Regions from separate parts of the Neogale vison genome. Here region 1 is linked to region 2. A link is a contact called in public Hi-C data. All regions are on one chromosome and are shown on one strand. The core of a region is the stretch at or near the end of the contact, and the rest is flanking DNA. Distances in the headings are between cores, read along the strand shown. Region 1 holds the start of SLC12A6 (solute carrier family 12 member 6). Region 2 holds the start of EMC7 (ER membrane protein complex subunit 7).

Region 1 (5,435 bases), core at 2,829-5,328, 180 kb after region 2:
ATCTACTCAAAAGGTCAATAGTAGAAAAAAATTATAACAGAAATAAGTATTTAACACTTCCTGTTTCACACCACCCACCCCCACCCTCCACTGTGCAGCGTAATGTGAGTAAAAAGCATATGACAAGAAAAGAAACTTAAGGTGGGAAGCTGAAATGTGGAAGAAATGTGGGAGGCATGGGAATGGAGAAAGTGGAAAAAGGAGAGATAATCATACCAATGTCACAACCACAGAAGAATGTATAAAAGGCCCCCAAATCACAGAATTTAAATATTAAAATTGCAAACACAATTTTGAAATACACTGTGGGCCTAAGGACAGAATCAATTACAGAAAACGCAGTGTTGTTTTCCTATACAAATGCCATCCCAGAGACAAATGTAGATCACTATGTCCTTGATTTTCTTGACAACAGCGCCCTGTAAAGATCTTTATCTAAGTCTAATAAGGGTATCCACATATTATAAAACCCAAAGATGAAATAATAGTATTTTTGACCAGTCCTTCTGATAGTGACAAAAATATATCATAAAATTATAGTTGTCATAAGAATTTTTTTTAGAAGATAGAGCAAAAAATAGGTCATTAGTAAAATAGAGAACTAGTTTCCTGTGAATATAGTGAAAATTGCAATCTAATCTAATTGCAATCTAATCTAATCTAAAATTGCTGTACTATGGATTTTTCTTTCATTTGGTACCAGAGTAAACATTATGGAACACATTAGAAAGAAAGCCAAGTTTTAAATTTTACATCCACCTAGACAACATAGATTTCACCTACACATGTCCCAGTTTTACCCCTATCATGTAAAATGACACCACTCTATACTGTAAAGAATGCTTATAAATAAGATAAGGACAGCAGCCTGGATCAGGATCCTGTTCCACAAGAATAACACATTACTGAAGTCCACTTTTTAAACAGAATAAAAGTACAATTCTATAACATATAAGTCACAAGTGTAACATTTAGCTATAAATTATCTAATGACAATTACAGCAATAAAAAAAATTTTAACACTGCTATACATTTACCTGGCATATATATTACAACCTAAATATAGTACGATGGATATAAACTAAAACTACAATTTAGAATTTGGAGGAAGAGAAACTGATAAGTCATTTTTATTCCATAAAGTAATTTTAATACCACAGTACATTGTCAAGAAGTTGTAAATAGTTAAGTCCATATCTCCATAAAATAAATTAGTCATGGATAAGTGAATTCGAGAACTACAAACTTTACCAAATCTACCTTGTTTCCAAACACTCAAAAACACAAACCGAAATAAGGAACTAAAATCATTCTGGTTTCCTACACCCTTTAGGTTAAGAGGAACAGTATTTCCTGACACCGGAAAATGTCAAGTCAGTAGCTGAAGCTATGGTTTTCAAATTCGGGTAGAATACCATTTTAAGAGTCTTTAAGATTCTTAAGAGAAACACTTATTACTTGACATATCTATGTCAGAATTTAACACAAAACTAAACATATAAAGCAGTTCAGCAATTCTCAAACTTCTCTACCCCACAGTCTGAAAAATGTTATGACCTCTTCTTATCTCCTCCCTCTCTTGCATCACCTCTTCCCACTAAATCCAGTAAAAACTTCCAAACCTGCTAACACAAATTAGTTTAGGCAGCCAAATTTCTGCAGTGGTGAAGTAAGTCAGAAGTGGCTTATGTACTACTACTTCCTGACTACAGACTCAATACACCCCATTTAAAGTGCGAAGTGAAAGAATTATGTAAAAATCAGGCCTTAGGGGCGCCTGGGTGGCTCAGTCATTAAGCGTCTGCCTTCCGCTCAGGTCCTGATCCCAGGGTCCTGGGATCGAGCCCCACATCAGGCTTCCTGCTCAGCGGGAAGCCTGTTTCTCCCTCTCCCTCTCCCACTTCCGCTGCTTGTGCTCCCTCTCTCGCTGTGTCTCTCTCTGTCAAATAAATTTTAAAAATCTTAAAAAAAAAAAAAGAAAGAAAGAAAGAAAAGAAATCAGGCCTTAAAAGCTTCTTTAAAAAATTATATGGGACTCAGACCCTAAAAGCCTCTTTAGAATTTCTCCATTTGACAGGACAGCACAATAGACCCACCAGCCTTACCCTGAGCTTAGCTTCTTGAACCCCTGTCTATAAAAAAACGCATTTTTTAAAAAAGAATTTTGTGATACAATAACTGAAGTCTTTGTAGGAAAGCCAATAACCAAGCTACAATCAATAACTATTGCTAGTAACTAGCCTTAAAAGCAGACTGTAATAGAGTCCCAGAGCTAACTCTCCACTAAATTTTCACAGTTTAGGATTCGTTGTGCAGAAAACTACTAAATTCTTCGATATTCATCTTTAACCCAAACCACCCATCTCAATTCCAACGAGGCAAAAATGAAGAAGTCAAAATATAAATCTACTTTCCTTCCCACATGCCAAAGTACTATTGCAGACAGTTATTGTGCTAACCATTATTCCAAAGGGTTCCTAGGCACCTCAAATAAAGGTTCCTCGTTCCTGATGACTACTGTATAATGGAAAAGTAATTTCCCAATAGACAATCAACTAGATATATAAGCCAGTAATCAACGTATCCTGTCATCTGTGTCTCCACTTACCCTCAGTAACATCCTGGGGGTTAGAAGTCCGGTCACTAGCTGGATCCAGCGCAACAGTTGCTAGTGAAGTGGTGGCTCCAGACATCTCACTCATAGGCTCACTACGGCTTGTTTCAGGCACACTTTCCCGTGAGCTAAATCTTACTCGGGAACTGGATCGGGAGCTGAGGTCCGGGCTGGTATCTGACAAACCTGGAATGTCATCGATCTTCGTTGGTGTCACCATGAACCGAACTGAAGCCATCTTGGTGGTGGTTTCTGGAGGATGCATTATTCTCTTCTCCTTTATAAGAACAAAGAAAAAAGGAAAACCCTGCAAAATTCTTCCTCCTACACTAGCTACTTTATTGATCGCAAAGATAAAAAAGACAACTTAAAAAAACCAAAAAACAAACCCTCAATAACCTTGATTTACCCATCAAAAAAAGTCCCAAATAAGAATCCTTCTAACTCAGAATTCGGACAGACTATCCTAGAAAGTGCACTAGCAGTAAATATTTAAGGAAAAAAAAAAAAAAGACGAAAGGATGCCAGTCCCGTGGAACTTCGTTCCTTCGAAAAGAAGAGTTATCTAGATGTCTCTCCTGGCCCAGGACTGCGGGCTCAGTGCCATGGTCTCAGAGAAGGTGAAGGCTTTCTCCCCTCGACCCCCAGGTTTCCGCCGAGGTAGTTAAGTCTTTTATCTGGTAAATGTCCCACGGTTCTAGATGAGCAAAGAGCGCGCAGGCCCACCCTTATCAGGCGAATATAGCACAGATCAGATTGCGAAACGGTGTACACCCGGCCACCTGTTGTGTATCAGGTGAATACCCCACAGGTCTGGTTGGGAAGTGTGTGTAGAGCCACCCGATGTTTTGGAGGCCAATAATCCGCTTGGGTCTGGTGGGAGGGATGCGCATGCATAACGGGAAAATACCCCACACTACCGGATAGAGGAGAATGAAAAGGGCGAGGAGAGGGTGCAGGGGCAGAGCGGATTCCCGTCTCCAAGAGATCTGCGGGGGTGGCCCACCCGCTCTTCTGGCTGAACGGTCTCTGGGATCTGGGAGGAGGCGGATAGCGAGCGGATAAAGACCCCTCGGACTGCAGTTCAGGGTCGTGGCAGGTCGTTGCTAGTCCATCGAGCCCACGGTCGGCTCGCCGGGTTTCTCCTGCGTGTGACAGGACGGGCCACCCCTTTGCCGGAGGACGCTTTCTCCCCCACCAGGGCCGCGGCGCAGGTCAGCCCCTCGCCGTTCTTCCTTCGGGTCCTAGCAAGAGAGGAGATGGCCTCGCAGGCTGGCCGGGGCTGAGCAGGAAGGGGCGGCGGGGATGAAGGGAGGAGGAGGTCGCAGGTGCGGGATCCCGGCGCCAGCTGATGCGGGTGCGCGCGCAGCTGTTGTTTACGAGCCGGTAACTGTTTCGCAGCCGCGGCGCGCGCAGGAGGGCTCCGGCTGCCGGGGAGGGCGCCCCCTCCCCGGGCCGACGCCGGAGCAGCCGTTACGTGACCTCGCCGCCCCCGGCCCCGGGCCCGGCGGGCTGTGCCAGCCCCGCCGCAGCCCCTCCCTTCCCTCCCAGCTCGTTCCTCATTCGAGGTTAACGGTCCGAAGAAAAGCCCGGGGGAGCGGTCGGAGGGCGGTACCGTCCCGGGAGCGCCGAGGAGCCCCGCCCAGGCTCTGCAGTCTGCAAGGGGACGTAAAGGGCTGCGCGCATGCGCTGCCCGTCGCGGCGGGACGAGAGGAGCAAAATGTGCGAGGCCCGGAGGAAGATGGGTATTGTAGTTAAGTGTTGGGGTCTGAGCTGCGTGCGCTCGAGAAAACAAACCATTTTCTTTCTGGGTCACGCTGTGTTGCACAAACTCACTCTGGAGGCATTCGGGGAGCACACATGCCCCTTGCCCTCCGAGTCCCCAAAAGCGTCTCGGAAAATTCCGTTCATAATTTTTTTTTAAAAGATTTTATTTATTTATTTGACAGACAGGATCACCAGTAGGCAGAGAGGCAGGCAGAGAGAGAGGAGGAAGCAGGCTCCCCGCTGAGCAGAGAGCCCAATGCGGGGCTCGATCCCAGGACCCTGTGACCACGACCGGAGCCAAAGGCAGAGGCTTCAACCCACTGAGCCACCCAGGCGCCCCCCGTTCATAATTTCTTTAAAAATCACAAACCTCCCATACCATATGCGTAGGTATGACACCAAGTGAAATTTTTTTTTTAAAGATTTATCCATTTGACAGAGATATCACAAGTAGGCAGAGAGGCAGGCGGGGGGAGAGAGAGAGAGACACGCAGGCTCCCCGCTGAGCAGAGAGCCTGATGCGGGGCTCCATCCCAGGACCCCGAGATCATGACCTAGCTGAAGGCAGAGGCTTACCCCACCGAGCCACCCAGGGGCCCCTCCCAACTGAAATTTTCAAGGTGTATTCTCAATTATATACATTTTGTGCTAAATTTCTTTTCCCTGTCCTTAAAATGTCTTTTGCTATGTATGCATATATCAGCTCATCATGTTATACACCTTAAATATATACAATTTGGTCAATTATATCTCAATGAGGCTGGAGAAAAATGGTATTTTCACCTTCTAGTTAGACTGAAGATTCAATTAAAGAAAATGTCCTTTATTTTAGACCTGGAGAAATCAGTGAAATACTTTTTTTACTCCGCTGCCACTAGAATATTTTTCTTAGCATGTTTATTTCAAGTGTTCAATAAATTCGACTCATCAATGTTTTGTTTGAAAGTTATTTCCTGGGGCGCCTGGGTGGCTCAGTGGGATAAGCCACTGCCTTCGGCTCAGGTCATGATCTCAGGGTCCTGGGATCGAGTCCCGCATCGGGCTCTCTGCTCAG
Region 2 (5,484 bases), core at 1,345-3,844:
CTTGGTTTTAAAAATGTATTCTGCAATATGTAAGCTTTGTTGGATCCTGACTTGAGAGAATTACATGGAGCATTTTTTAGATAAACGAACTGGGTATTAGATGAATCTGTAGCATTATTACTTATTTTATTAAGTCAATAATGGTATTGTGAGCGTTTAAGCCCTTACCTTTTAGAGACACATAATAATGCTTTTTCAAGGGAGATTATATTTAGGGTGGTATTTAAATATTCCAGAAAAAAAATAAACGTGATACAGAGGAGACATGAAACGGAACAGTAGATTGTGATGGGTACCTAAACATTCATGAAACTATCGTTTATTTTAGTGTATGTCTGCAATTTTCCATAACAAAAAGTTCCCCCAAAAAAGTATAGTGCATAAAATCTACTACATCAAAAAACTGAAAACTACCTAAATGTCCCCAAACAGAAGACTGCTTAAATAAGATATGCTTTATATACACAGTGATGGGGGCAAAAAGTGGCATGAAGCACCCTCTGTCAAAACTCCCCTCATTTCTATTAGCCAAGGCCCAAGCCACCTCCAACAAGCCTAAGTGTAAGTCAAAACTCCAAGCTAATTATGCATAACAAGTACAAGACAATTACTATCCCTCTTCCAAGAAGTTTCCCACCATAAGCACCTCATATTAATTCTTAGCCTTTCTACAAACAGAAGAACATGAAATGGTGTAAGTAACTGCTCCCAAAATATTAACTGGGGGATTAAAAAAAAAAACAACAGATGACAAAGTACTACATATTGTATTTTACTATTAAAAATTCATCGGAAAAGATACAATAAAATGTTAAGTCTCGTTATCCCTAATTTGTTTACATTTTCTTCAATAAACATATTGCTTATACATTACTTTAAAATAAAAATAATAGGGGCAGCTGGGTAGCTCAGTCCTTAAATGTCTGCCTTCAGCTCAGGTTATGATCCTAGAGTCCTAGAATCGAGACCCACATCGGGCTCCCTGAGGGGAGCCCACTTCTCCCTCACCCACTCCCTCTGCTTATGTTCCCTCTCTCGGTGTATGTCTGTTAAATAAATAAATAAATAAAATCTTCAAAAAACTAAACTAATAAATGCTTTTTAAAAGAATTTAATACTGCAGAAAAGAGAAGCCAAAACATCAATCTACACTATTTACATTACCAATTCACACTAATTAAACCAAGGTTTAATTGAGAGTTTTTTCATTAAAACATCATTACTTGGGGCAAACCCTAAAGAATGCCCTAACGCCAGATTTGTAAATACAAATAGTATTAAAAGACTAACTTCTCATCATTATTAATCTGAGATTCAAATCTCATTCAACCTGGATAATCTGAATATTTGCAAATCAGATTTAGAAGTAAACGTCCAAATTGCAAATGTCTGGGTTGCAAATACCACTTGCTGGTATACAAACCTATCAGAGAAACACTTCCTTTCTTAAATATTTTCTTTCAGTTCATAGTTTCACTTCCCAAGCAGTGACTGAAAGGCTTAAAACATCACATTTGTGCATAAACATCTGAAAAACAGGCGACTGCAAAACTGGAATGCTAATAAATTCACCACGTTCTTTAATATAGGCTGAAATCCCATTTTTGCTAATAACTAGAAAATAAAGAAGCATGTAAGCAAATGTGGAGAAACCCCAGTCTCACATAAATGCCACCAAGTGTGATGTTGCAAATCCCTCGATGAATTCAACTGTAAAAAAGAACAACAATCCCACCACCAGGCATTTAAAAAAAAAAGGTGCTTTGATTAGGGACTTCAGGGCCCATTAATTTGAGAAGCAGCAACATTAGCCTCCCAGTCTATGCCATCATAGAAGTCCTTTGGGTTTTGAGAATTCCCACTTGTTTAGCATCTTTCTACACAACATCAAACTGCCAAAAGACTGAAATGAATGCAAAAAGTGGCCAGATTCTAGGGAGACCAAATGAGATGCAAAGGAAAGAATTCAGCACAAAACAAAATAAGGGGTCCACCTATCGCGAGGGCCCAGGAGGGGTCGACCCCTAAAAGGCAAAAATGAAGTTGAAGATAACGGATCCCAATGCTCCCGGCCTGGGGCAAGCACCTGCCACCCTCATTTCTGAGATACACAGAATGGGGTGATGGGGAAAATAGGGGAAAGCGTCGGGTTGCTTCCCAAGGTCTCCCGACACAGATTGCTATTGACGCCCACCCTTTCACCCTCCGACAGCGACGTCGTCAGTTCTTGACACTTGGCTCTCCTAGAGGGAATTCCCTTCCGGCTTCCACGCCAACCGCTTTCCCGCTGCCCATAGGATGCTCACTTAAGGAATCCGACATGCTCTTCTCCGTCTACTAGCACTCGGGCGGCCGAGATCCAGTCCTGGGGCTTCACTCCTGGAACAACCGCACGTCCCTCAATCTTGAAGCGATCTCCTGTGCCGACCCCAGTCCCGCCTGATCCATCAGCAGTAGCCCCAGGAAGCTCCGAGCTCTGGGCATCCCCTGAGAGCAACAGAAGAAGGACGGAAAAGAAGCCCCAAACAGCGGCCGCCATGACAGCAGCTCTCAGCGGCCAGGCCGGCAGCCCCGGAAGCCCTCCCAGCCTCCCAGGTGTCGTCGGCGCCGCCGCCGGCCGATGTCGTCATCACAGTGCGCGGGGTCCTGGCGCGAGCGGAGGGCTCAAACCCGAAGGAAGGAGTCTTGAGCCAATCGCCTTGCGAGGCGGAAATGAGGCAAAGCACCGCGGCGAACTCCCGGCGCTCGGGATTGGAAGGCGGTCCGAGGAAAGTGTCAGCTGCCTCTGAGGGGGGCCGCCCACAAAGCGAAAGTGGGGAGGTGTGTGTTGCTGTGGCAGCCGGCCCCGCCCCAGAGTAAAAGACTGTGAGACTGAGAGCCGCGACGCTCTGAAGTTGTGTCTGCCAATGAGGCTCCGGCTTTCGGGGAAACGGGTTCAAAAGAGAGCCTTCAAAAAAGTTCTAGAGATTCCCCAAGGCGTGTGAGATGAAAATGTTCCCATTTGAGAGTTTAAAGGAGATCGTGTATCGGCATAGAAAATAGCTGGAAAAGATACTTAACGATTTACTAACGGTTGCCTCTGGCGAAAAAGGAAAGAGTTGAGGGACATTTAGTCTGGTACTACACCCTTCGTTCGATTTTGAACGCTTTACCGTAAACACAACGTTAGGGATGGGGCGACCTGCCAGTATTGATCCCGGGGATTAAGTAAAGATTTCAGAGATCATCTTCAATCTTTTCATTTTCTTCATGATAGAAAGGGGTAACGTTCCCAGGGTTTCTGTTAGCTATCAATGTTGTCCTTTCGAATACGAATCTCTGGGTACAAATCTATATTGAAGATTATCGAGGGAAACGCTTTTTTTTTTTTTTTTTTTTGGCCTTGTGAACTCCTAGACTTAGCCTCCCAAAGAAAAATAACAAAAATTGAGGAAAAGGATACGAGAACCAAGTCCTCTGAGCCGCTGGCAGGGGGTAGAGATGCAGCCCCTGGGGCCACACCATACTCTATCTTCTCCTGAGCATCAGCGACTGTGGGTTAGGGGTACTTCCCCTCTGAAGGTAGCCATTGCTTCACAGTTGGTCTTTGGAAGATGCAAAGCTACGGTAAAAAGATTATCAGGTGCTACAACCCTACACTAAACTACACTACACTAGTGTAGTACAACTACACTAAACTATGAAAGAAAATTTCACTTTTCTAAAATGTTACAAAATTTACCAATATGCTGAAATAAAAAAAAGCTTCATCCCTAAATTTTCTGATATTCTTTTACATATTCTTGGTGACCCTGCTTTGTTGGTGTCTTAGACACATGTTCAATTTAATTAGTAGGTAATCAGTGTTGATCTTAATACTGTATGTGGGAGATGGGGTGTTTGCTTTTTATAGAGGGCAGAGTGGAAGAAGACCAGCAGCAAACAGCAACTGAGCTCTGCATCCCCATTTCTGCCTTTCTCTTTGTTCCCCTACCTTACTGTCACTCTAATACAAAAAAAAAAAAAAAAAACAACTTATGATCTGAACCCCTCAAATGCCCGCTTATACCTCCGCAGGCATAGATGGAGTAGAGAAGTCCCAGTAATGTTTTCTAGCAGTGTGAAATACTATTATCTCTGGTGTTTTCTAGGAACTACATAGGTATTCAACTTTAAATTATGCAAGAATTATTCCATAATGTATCTCTTGGACTCATGCCTTATAAAAGAAACTATAATTATAATGAAATATTTTAGAAGGACTGTATACTAGACTTGGTCTGTTTGCCCAGCCAGATTCATTCTCTACCCTTCACTCTGCTTTGTGTCTTAGAAGACTGGATCTTGAAGGATTGCAAAAACTTGGTTCCTTTGACCTCTGGGTGGTTGTAATTGGGTTCAGCCATTAGGAGGTATATGCAGGACACCTCATTCAGTTTTTCTCACTTCTGCCCATAATTGCAAGGAAGTTTAATGAAGGGATAATTTACAATAACCCCCTCAAGGCTTCCAACTATTTCCTGCCAAGATTTTGACCCGTATAGATTTCAAGCAGACCTACTTACCTTAATTGTGGGAAATACTGTTAAAATGAGAGATGATCAGTTTATTATCCAAGCCCTTTAATTTTTCTCTTTCTTGAGGCCTGGCTTCATATCATGGCCACAAGGGGGTGAACAAGGATAGGGACAGAGACAACATTCAAAAACCACACAAGGCATTTTTATAAATGTTGGATTGTACCAACAGAGGTTGAGTCTGGATTTTACAGGTAGTATTTATTTAATGTTTTAAAAAGGTGTTAACGTTTCTGATTTTTTGCAATTTTTTATAATATAAATGTTTTATCAATATAAATTGCAAAAATATAAAGCTATTTAAAAAATAAAAACAGAGGCTAACATTACTAAAAATAAATAATAGAATTTACCCTGACATCTTATAATTTGAATAAGCCAAAAAACGGTTGTCATCCTTATCTGGATTTTTCCATGATCACTTAAAGTGGCACCTTTGATGATGATTTTGGTCTTTTCCTCCCTGTCAGTAATTTGCTTGTCAGCATCTTTCAGGGTTAAGGAGCTTTTCAAACAATTCTTTGTACATTGGCTGTTACAGAAGGGGTAGCAGATTTTAAGGTGTGACTACAAAATAATGAGGATTATACCCTTCTCTACTTCTCTTACATTTAAATCAGTGGGTTTGTGTTTAAAAAATAGAATGATATTAGCAGAATATTAGCAGAATAATATTAGCTTTGGAAACTTCAGCTGAGCCAATACCCAAACACCCTGGTATTTGCTTTAAATGATTTTTGCACTCTGAGTTCTCAAACCTCATTTACTTCAAGTAGATTAGCTAATCTTTTTCACTCAAATAATCTGGAGCCAATTTCCTTAATATTTAAAAATGCCCATCATCCACTAGTACTCCAAGTTTGGCTTTCTGAAGTTCCCTGTGGAGTCCTCTGAAATGGGATGCATCACCCACCGTTCTCAGAGAGGG

The links. A called contact is a pair of places that touch in the nucleus more often than the background predicts.
Region 1: a Hi-C map of muscle shows a contact between it and region 2, with 6 times the contacts expected there. The contact joins the promoter of SLC12A6 here to the promoter of EMC7 in region 2. A contact is called at or near these places in 2 of 3 Hi-C or Micro-C datasets (fibroblasts and muscle).

Annotation. Positions count from the first base shown.
Region 1 is chr13:93,842,254-93,847,688 of ASM_NN_V1, forward strand. SLC12A6 (solute carrier family 12 member 6) reads right to left here and starts at 4,079. Exons shown (of 24, transcript XM_044230184.1): 1 at 2,609-4,079. The coding sequence starts at 2,879.
Region 2 is chr13:93,661,603-93,667,086 of ASM_NN_V1, forward strand. EMC7 (ER membrane protein complex subunit 7) reads right to left here and starts at 2,595. Exons shown (of 5, transcript XM_044230590.1): 1 at 2,307-2,595. The coding sequence starts at 2,539.